Linked DNA regions of Sus scrofa: region 1 is linked to region 2. A link is a contact called in public Hi-C data. All regions are on one chromosome and are shown on one strand. Each heading gives the region's core, a stretch centred on a gene start, on an enhancer-like site or on the middle of the called end of the contact. The rest is flanking DNA. Distances are from core to core; before and after follow the strand shown.

Region 1 (5,069 bases), core at 197-2,696, 470 kb before region 2:
AGCCTTCTTTCCCTCAGAAGGATTAAACTCCGACATACTACCTCACTGAAAGGGAAAGATCTACTCGAAAAAAGCTGAAATCCAGATAAAAATGGTCTTTTATTTTTTAATTTTTTCTTTTTATGGCCACACCTATGGCATATGGAAGTTCCCAGGTTAGGGGTCGAATAGGAACTGCAGTTGCTGGCCTACACCACAGCAATGTGGGATTTGAGCCGCAACTGTCCACAGCTTGCTGAGATGCCAGATCCTTAACCCGATGAGTGAGGCCAGGGATCGAACCTGCATTCTCATGGACACTATGTCAGGTAGGTCCTTAATCTGCTGAGCCACAAAGGGAACTCCAATAGTCTATTTTGTGAGAGAGGAAATTCAAATGGTAGAAGCAGACAGGGAAAATCAGATGCTATGGAGAGTCCTTATTTGCTAAATTTGAGAGGACAGCAGAGGGTCGATCCATTACTATTCATAAATTTGCAGTTTGAAAAGAGCAATGTAAACACATAGAACATTTTTTTTATTCCAAGTTATTTTATTTTTGGAACATATTTCACCACAGTATTAAAAAGGTAAGCCAAGAAGAGTACAGTAATGCAAACTGGATTTAACAAAATACTGAGAGAGATCAGGCACCACTAAGAACCTACAAGCCCAGGAAGGTTGGCGTGGTCTTCTCTGGGCAAATCCTGACAAAAGTAGAGCCCATTACTTTAGACCCATCAGAGTGATGGAAAAAGTTGCTGATATTGAGGTTCTCTTAAGTCCTGTGATTGATTCACTGACTAAAACAGAAGTTCTGAAAACCTGCTAGTAAGCACGTTCAAAAAGGCACACGTGCCTGAGAAGAGGCAGCCGGTGAGGCCGCCAGTGACAGGGTAACTTAAATATGTGACTAAGGGAGTGTTCAGATTGGAATGCGGAGAAAAAGCATGAACGCTGACTACATCTGTGCTGAAGCACAGGACAAAAACACACGTTCATGCTGAACAGAAGAGAATTTGCAGCAGGACAAACGGTCTCACACTGGGTCAGGGTGTGAGGGGAGGTTCAACTGGTCAAGACACATGAAGTGTGTCCAGAGCATATCAGGCTTCACAGATGCACCTCAACATCATGGCTTCAAGTTCAGCATCATTTTGGCACACAAGAATTTTTCTCACTCAAAAGCCAACAGAAGTTAGGTGACACGTAAGACCTCAAAATTCACTGAATTGCACTCTTAGATCTATGAATATTATTGTATGTAAGTTATACCTCAGTTTTTTAAAAATAGGGACAAAACCCAATAGAAAGTCAAAATAAGAAGGCTGAATTATTTACATGTGATAAGTTAGAGGGGCTAGGTGAGTTTCTGTCTATTTAAGTGGGAGCGTGTAAGAGGCAGGGCAGCTAAGTCCCAGGCCGGAGTTCATTGACTGCTGATCAAGTGCTGACCCTCAGCCTCCATGTGACTCATCGCTGAAATATGCTTTTGCATATGGGACGCTTCCCATCAAAGATACGTCACGGTAGAACAGAATGGACCCAGGCAACGTTGCTCTGTTCCCTGTGTTGGGATGCGTGTGGAGAGGCCAGGAGCCTCGGGGCCACAGGCTGACACGGCCTGAGGCCTCAGTGTGCCTGTCAGTTCCCAGAACCTGCACTTAGCTCCTAGACCTAACTCTGAGTCAGCCTGCTCTGGTGGATTAAAAGTAGAGATTCATCTCTGATGGTATCGTCCTAACTGCCACTGTTATTGCTGCTACGTATTGTAAGCAGTTCCATGAGTGGCATGTTCTGTGCATCTGCACTAAAGGCTGACACTGCTTCATCCAGCGCCAACAGTCTCTTCCTTTCCAGAGGCTGCATGTGCCCTGGTGCACTGTTTATCCACCCACCCACCCTCTGGAATGACAAACAAGGCTTCCATGCTGTTCAAGCCAGGAGCCCTCCTTCAGGAGAGACTCACCAGGTATAGTTCACAGAAAGCCTTATGCGGTTGAAAGCTCTCCAGCTTCTATCACGAAGTTTTTTGTGGCTGTACAATACCAACCAGCCTTAAAAAGTGGTTTTGGAGCTCCTGTCGTGGCTCAATGAATCCGACGTAGAACCATGGGGTTCCAGGTTTGATCCCTGGCCTCACTTAGTGGGTTGGAGATCCGGCGTTGCTGTGGGCTGTGTCGCAGACGTGACTCGGATCCTGCGTTTCTGTGGCTCTGGTGTAGGCCGGTGGCTACAGCTCTGATTAGACCCCTAGCCTGGGAACCTCCATATGCCATGGGTGAGGCCCTAGAAAAATACAAAAAAAAAAAAAAAAAAAAAGGCGGTTTCATCTTTCTTCTGCTTCCTTCCAGGAGCCTGACTTAACCTTAAGACTATTATCAATGACATTCTTGAAAAATAAGGAATTTAAAAGAATGCTATTTATATCAAGACAAAAATAAAACTGATTTTAGGTATTTTTTCAAAATTTCTCTCCTACCTGGTAGGGGCTGAGGAGAAGAAGGTATCTGAAAGCTACAAATGTGCAGTCCCAACATCACCTGTGGATCCCACAACTGCAGAAGCAGCTGACATCCTGGTCCTTTTCTCTCCGATTCTTTACTGTGCTGCTTAACATGCCATTAATACTTCTGACCCGAAATATCCTCCTCCAAATTATTCTAGAACTAGGAGCTGAGCTGGAAAGGGTCTGGCAATCCATGGAATTCAATGATCCATTTCATAGATTAGGAAAGGAAGGCCCAGAGTGACCAAGAGGCTGCTGGCCCATGTTCAACCATCCAGTTCAGCGCATGCCTGAGCACACACCCCGCCAGGACTCTTGCCAACCAAACTAGCGTTCCTGCAGATCTAGCTGATACAGCGTTTTCACACAGTCTGGAAAAGGAGGGCATGCACTAATATTCCTGCCATGCGTTCACTTACAGCACTCATTTACAGAATGCCTTTGGAACATAATTCTTGGGCATTAAACAGGTGGCTTTTTATGTTTCAGAAATGTTTTAACTTCTTAAACCAAAGCTGCAGGTTGTTCAAGAGTTCTAAACGCTGCTCTACTGTGTGATAACAAAGGACAAGAATACTTTGGAGGCAAAAGTGTTACTTCAGTGACTTTCCTGGTAGATCTTGGAAGAATTTTAGTTGGAAAAAATATTTCTAGGAGTCAAGGTGATTAAGGGAGTATATTATAGTGCTAATCCAAATAAAGTTTACATGTATGTGTATTTCAAGTTTTCCTCAAAAGAACACATTTCCTGCCCACCTATACATTATAATTAAGCCAAAACTTTTAAAGAAACTACTGAAATCACACAATGGAAGGTATGAAAGGGTCTCTTAGTTTGTACTCCTAGGGAAGTGAACGAGAACCCCTAAGAGACTGAAAGCAGGAAGAAAAGGGTAGGAAGAATTTTTAAGAAACTGTGGTACTTTTCATTTGCTTAAAATTCTTTGGGAATCAATGATATAAAAGTAGAGCCTTCCCAGCTAGTATCCTGACACTGACAAAACAAACAAATAAAAAAACAAAAAAGCCCCCCCCCCAATTTGTTATTCAGGATTTTAAAGTCTTTATAGGTACAGTTTACAATCCTCTATAGTCTAAAGTACTTTCTCACTACTGTCTTTTGCTGTTTGGTTCTAACAGAGGAACTCTGCCTTCAAGCAGAATGGAAATCCAGGGCTCATATGTTCAGGGTGGGGGGAGTGAGAATCACAATGCGACCACTGATGAGTTGAACAATTTCACACATTAAAGATTATTACTCAGTGTAGGAACATGTTCTGGGATTTACACTCCAGATGTTAAGATTTTAGGAAATGAGTTAACAGTTTTGCCAAAAAGGGATTATTATACTATGCTATTCACTAATAGCATAATTATTACAGTAACATTTTAAATAACAGTTTTTTTTTCCCCCTGACTTATTTAAAACAAAACCTTGGTAAATAAAACACACACTAAACTCCAAGGTTGGTATATAAAGGGTTTTCACAACTAGAGAAAGTGCTATTTCCCATCCTTCCCTATGTGCAGAGAATTCAGCAGCAGTAACTTTCCCAGGGAGCGGGGCACGAGCTCTCCTTCCAGCAGTGGAGGTGAAAGCGGACAAGGGGCTGGCATTTCCCTCATGAAGCCACCTTCCCCAAATCCCAACTCAATAAGGGTTTGGAAATTCAGGGTCACTTGTCCAGCGGTCACCAAGGAAAAGAACCAGCCCATGGACACACCTATGGCCCATCCTGTGCCAGGGCCAGCACTGAGTGGAACAGGTAGAAGACAGCCTACAAATCGTGCATGAAAAAACACATAAAACTCCTCCAAATTGTTACCTTTACACCCCAGAACTTTTTAGTTCTTCTACTGAGCTGACAAATAAGTAGTGATCAAGATTCTCGGAGTTCCTGTCGTGGTGCAGCAGAAATGAATCTGATTAGGAACCAAGAGGTTTTGGGTTCCATCCCTGGCCTTGCTCAGGGGGTTAAGGATCCAGCGTTGCCGTGAGCTGCTGGTGTAGGTCGCAGGCGCAGCTTGGATCTGGCATTGCTGTGGCTGTGGCACACGCCGGCAGCTGTAGTTCTGATTAGACCCCTAGCCTGGGAACCTGCATATGCCGCAGGTGCGGCCCTAAGAACACACACACACACACACAATTTCTCACTTCAAAACAAAAACAAAACCCTCTTTCCTCCTCAACTAACTAGGATGTTCTGATGATAAACTCAAATGAACAACCTTTAACTCAGGAATAGACAGGAAAACCAACCACTGGGAAAAGAAATGTGCCTGATGTTGCATCCGCCTGCTCAGGGGCAAGTTGCTAGCTCAGATCTTCTACGTGACTTATGATTTGCTTGGCTTTTGGAAATTTATTGGGTGAAAAGAAACACACTGCTGTGTGTACAGCAAGGACTTTTCACATAGTCTGAAGAGCTGGAGAAAGTAAAAAAGAAAGTGCCTTTCCTGCCTGATTCGTGATAAACTGTCACAAGGGGAAGAACAGGCCCAAGGTTCAGGTTGCAGACCTGGAGGACGGGAGCCCCACCCCGCGCCTACCTTATCGCCTGCAGCCCCTTGTCCTCGTCGG
Region 2 (4,640 bases), core at 1,618-4,117:
GGTCATGACCAATGAAATAAACACATTTGCCCATCACTGGGATGGCCCCACTGTCAGAATAATAACTGCACTCATTGATACACTTTTCTGGCTTATTTGCCTTTCCAAGTTTCTGAGTTTTTACCTTTGAAGGATTTGCAGCTTTGAAAAGTAATTTACACAGCTCTGTCTTTTCTTAGCCTTGAGGCAGCTCAAGAAGATAAGACACTGAAAGGAACCCTGTGTGCCTAGATGGAAAAAAATAGTGGTGCGAAACGTTTATCGGTGGCCTTCTCAAGCACCAAGCATAATCTCACTCTTCATTTGTGCAACTTTACAATTAACATTCATATGCACTCAGCAAATAATCTGCAGTAACTATGAATATATACACACATGTATATGTATTTAGCACTGGAAAGAATCTTAAAAGTCATTGGATCAGATATACAGAGAGGCCCTGCCCGGGACATTCAGGGACTCAGAAAAGCCAGAGCTGAAACTTGTTTCTCCACCTTGAGAAAAGCAAATAAACAAAAATATCCTAAGCAATTGCTGGTTTTCCAAGCCCACTCTTCTGGGTTGTCTTCCTCGCCAGAGTGCAGGCACTTTCTTCTGAGTTTCTGCAACAACAATCCAAAGCTTCAAACAAGTTTGGAACGGGCCTTGGGGGTGCAGGAGGGGACATCTACGGGGGGGGGGGCATCACGCAGAACGATACCTCTCTGGAGCACCTCGCCTGCTAAAATGACTGCTTCTAAGATTGGCTCGAGCAAAGAATTAGCATTGCCCGGGTCCAACCAGACCTCCAGCAAGAGATGAAAGTTCCACTTTTTTCCTCCTCGCCATTTGGAAGAGCCTTTTATTCTCTGCGCCCCTCCCCCTACCGCTGTAAAGTTTGTTTTCTAGCTATAAACTCACTTCAACCCTAGATTTCCATCCCGGTTGCCTGAGACCTGCAGTCATTCGCCAATGTTCACGTAGACGAAGGGAAAGATACCTTTGTGTACATAATGAGAGCCACCGCGCGGCGTCGGAGAACCACGCGGAAGAAGGAAACGAGTTTGTCTCGAGCGGGGGAAAGCGACCGGGGGTTGGATGAAGCCGACCCGAAGGCGTGTTTTGTTGAGTGGCTTCGAAAGCGGCCCAGGCAGCCTGAGCGGCTTTCGAAGTTAGCAAACAAAGCGTCTCCCCAGTAACCGCCCGGGCTCCAGACGAGGCTCCTGCCACTCAGACCGCTGAGTCGCAGCGTCGGCCTCCCGGGCTCCTCCTCCTTCATCCCTCCTCCCCCTTCTTCCGTCCCCAGCGGACGTGAGCCACCAATCCCGGCCACAGCCAACCCTTCAAATGCGAGAAGCTAGCGGCCCGCTAACGGGCGGCCCCCTCCCGCCCTACATCTGTCTTGCGCTCCGGCGCAGCGGCTGATTCATCTCTAGCCAGGCCGGGAAGGAACTGCGCTCCAGCAAGTTGCAGGGGAGCCTCCGGGCTGGTGGTTTCCCCCAGGACCTTGTTTCTCCTTTTGCCATTTTAGATGTGTTCTCTTAGGTGCCGAGCAGTCGGCATACCACAGGAAAAAAACAAAACTGTAAGGTTGCTGCCTTCTTAAGAGTGACTTTTTTCCTTGTTTATTCATTTTAAGTCCTGTAATTGGAAAAACCACCCAGGCTTTGTAAACTCTGGCCTTAATTCACTCTCCGGTCGGGGGTGTCTTTTTTGGGGAGGGTGCGTGGGTGGGTGACTGGCTCTAATTTTCAGTGTAATCCTAAAACAGAGGCTCCAAAGTCTAGTTAGTCATCGTTTGGCTGCTTCATTCCTCCTTGGGCTGAACCTTATTTCCCCGGAGCTACTGCTGGGTTCTCCATCGAGGTTACAAAACAAAAACAGCACAGAGCAGAAACTGGAGACAGGCTTGGGCGCTGATGTCTTACTAGGTTTATTTATGTTTGGGGTTTTTTGTTGTTGTTGTTGTTGTTTTTAAGTGATGGGGAAGGTCTTAGTGTGGCATGTGACAGTTCATTTACTTCAAAACAACGGCACAGACACTCGCGAAAACTGCACCCAGAGGAGAGGGAGGGGAGGGGGCTTGCTTGCGTTTCTTGAAATCGTCCAGACAGCATCCGGTCTTTTTAAAGGGTTATTTCATCTAGGAACTCTTGTTGGAGTTCTCTCGACTCTCAACCAAAATAAGCCAACGGGAACACATGTTTACTTAATGGTTAGTTTCTGTTTGAAATGGGGGGTGGGGGCCCAGCAGGATTTAAGTCATAAAAAGTAGACTCTTTACCGAAACAGATGAGCAGCCCAGGGTGTGGTAGCCCCCTTCACATAGAGGCGGCAGCTGCCTGGGCCCGGAGTGTCCGGCCGAGTCTCAGCCGGGCAGGCGGAGCGTCCGGGCCGTCCCCAGGCAGAGACTTTTAAAGAGCATGTGAGCATGACAAGTGTCTGTCCGCAACGTGTTAGATTTCGAAACTGCCTTACAATCCAGTCCGGAACTCGCAGCTTTAGCCGGGAGGAACAGACTTTAGCCTGGGGTGTCTGTGTCTCATCCTCCCCCCTCGCCCCCCCTCCCCCGTAGCAGTTGGAGGAAGAGCCCCGGGAGGAGAAGGGTGCGCCGCGCCGCGCCCGCGTGTCAATGGCAGCCGCGCATTCTGGAAGAAGTTGGTTCTTGTCCCGAATACTTTTCCTACGGAGCTCCGCCCCTTGAATCAGCAGCCGCTGTCTTCTCCTGCGGCTAGAGCTGGGACCGTGGAGTTGAGGCAGCTGTCAAAAACGAAAGGAGCCTTTTCTTCCCCGGGGTGGAGGAGGGGACGGCCTTTTTCCCATCTGTTGCAATTTCGTAACCAAACCAAACCAAACCAAACGCACCCTCCCCAGCCCCGGGAAGAAAGGCCCACAGGAGAAACTCGCGGCGCTCGGCTGGTGTCGCCGCCGCTGCCGGGGCAGGCGGCGTGCGCGCAGCAGGGAGACCAGATCACGTTTCTGGGCTCCGCCACCCCCACGAGGGACGAGTGACAGCGGCCTGGGGGCGCGGAGTGAGGCGGCGCGGCTGCGGCGGCGCTCGGTGCCGTCCTCTCCGGCTGGAAGGTGCGGGGGAGGGGCGGAGGAGCGGCCGGGCGGGCGGGGGACGGGGCGGGCGGCTGGGGGCGGAGGCAGGACCTCCTGTACCTTCCCTCCTCGCCTCGCTCACTCTGACAGCGCTGAGGTGCGCCGAGCAGGAGCGGGGAACAAAGGAGCGGAGTGGGGAGGGGAGCGAGTTGGGCGAGGGAGAGACCCCGGCCGGCTGCCAGAAGATCCCGGCCGGAGGAAGCCCAAGTGTCACTTGAATTCCACCCAAGGAGCGGGCGCCTGGGATCGGAGCGCCTTGTTTAGCAATAACGGCTGGAGCGCGTCCTACAAGTTACGGGAGAGTCGGCCAGGAAGGAGGACAATCGCTTGGCCCCTCCACCCCCGCTCCTGGCCCCTCGAGACCCCAGCGCTGCCTCGCGCTGGAAGGGGAGCTCCAGAATGAAAAGCAAGAAAGGTGAGGCTCCACGGGCTGCGGGCGCGGGTCCCGGGGAAACGTGCTCGCGGGGCGGCCCTGGGCTTGGGGCGATAGTGACTTGGTGGACTTTTCCGCCCCAGTGGCTCGCCGGCCTCAGCGGCGACCGTCGTCTTTGTTGAGGCTGCGTCTGAAATGGCAGTTGCTCCTTTCCTTCTAGACACAACACGAGGGGCTGTTGTGGGGAGACGGGCCTCTCCACGCTGCTGGCACGTTGTCAAAAAACACGCGCACCGCCTTGTTTGTGCTCCTCCAAGTTTCATTGTCTCCGCCGATACCCCACACTCCGCAGAACCGCCGCGTGGCTTTTCGCTCTTTCTCGCGGGCAGGGGAGTGGGGTTCGGGTCGGGAGCACCTCCGCCCGGCTTTTCCAGGACAGGACCCGGGGTGGTCCGGACGTTGGAGCCGAGGCGCCTTTGTTTGAAAGTTGGGCTCCTGGGCCCCACTCACTCCCGGCCGGGCCCGCTCTACTCCAGGGATGGGGCGTTTTCACAATCGGAGGAATGCAACTCTGGACCCAAGATCGCTCCGAGGTGTCGGTACCTTTGGAAAACTAGACCTTTCAGGATTCCCAGACTCTTAAAAGTTTTCCCACGTTGAATTTGGGGCAAGAGGAAGAGTTAGCACTGAGGGCAAGCAGCGTGCAGTCAGAATGAGTCCAAGTGTGACATGCAAAGAGTGAGCCTGTCATTGTTTCCACCGAGCGCTCTGGCAGCCTTACAACTAAAAGTTGCCGTCAGTCAGATTTAAAAACAAAATACACAGGAAAAAAAAGGGGGGGAGGGAACCCACCACCACGAAAGGTCAAAGGATGTTAACTCCCTTTTGAAGTTAACTTTTGAGTCCCTGATTGGGAGGTTCCCCCAAACCTTCCGCCGTGGGCTGGAGTTGGCTTTTCTGTTGTGATTTATGTCGAGTGGTTCAAAACAGAAGTTAATCGCTCGGGGAAGCCAGCGCGGGCGGGGTGGGGTGGCGCTACTGCGCATGCCCAGCAGCGGCTGGAGTTTTTCTAGCTGCACATTCTTACAGACTCGTCCTGCAAATACAATTGAAACACTCATGTTAGTGGGGCAGCGTCGAACCCTAGAGGGTTCCTACGGCCACGCTTTCACCTTGAATTTCT

The links. A called contact is a pair of places that touch in the nucleus more often than the background predicts.
Region 1: a Hi-C map of liver shows a contact between it and region 2, with 9 times the contacts expected there. The contact joins the enhancer-like site here to the promoter of TGIF1 in region 2. A contact is called at or near these places in 3 of 47 Hi-C or Micro-C datasets (embryonic fibroblasts, liver and skeletal muscle) and 2 of 2 datasets of contacts at active chromatin or transcription factors (alveolar macrophages and skeletal muscle).

What each region holds. Positions count from the first base shown.
Region 1 is chr6:103,700,353-103,705,421 of Sscrofa11.1, reverse strand. It overlaps LPIN2 (lipin 2), which reads right to left. Exons shown (of 19, transcript NM_001141987.1): 3 at 5,039-5,069. Among named protein-coding and RNA genes, the nearest start is that of LPIN2, 15 kb to the right of the region's middle. Within about 2 kb of position 1,446, at least 13 of the 83 cell types and tissues checked have an H3K27ac peak or open chromatin away from gene starts, as enhancers often do. A contact at or near this core is called in liver, where this site is marked.
Region 2 is chr6:103,232,683-103,237,322 of Sscrofa11.1, reverse strand. TGIF1 (TGFB induced factor homeobox 1) reads left to right here and starts at 2,867. Exons shown (of 4, transcript NM_001244289.1): 1 at 2,867-3,063; 2 at 3,315-3,499. The coding sequence starts at 3,484.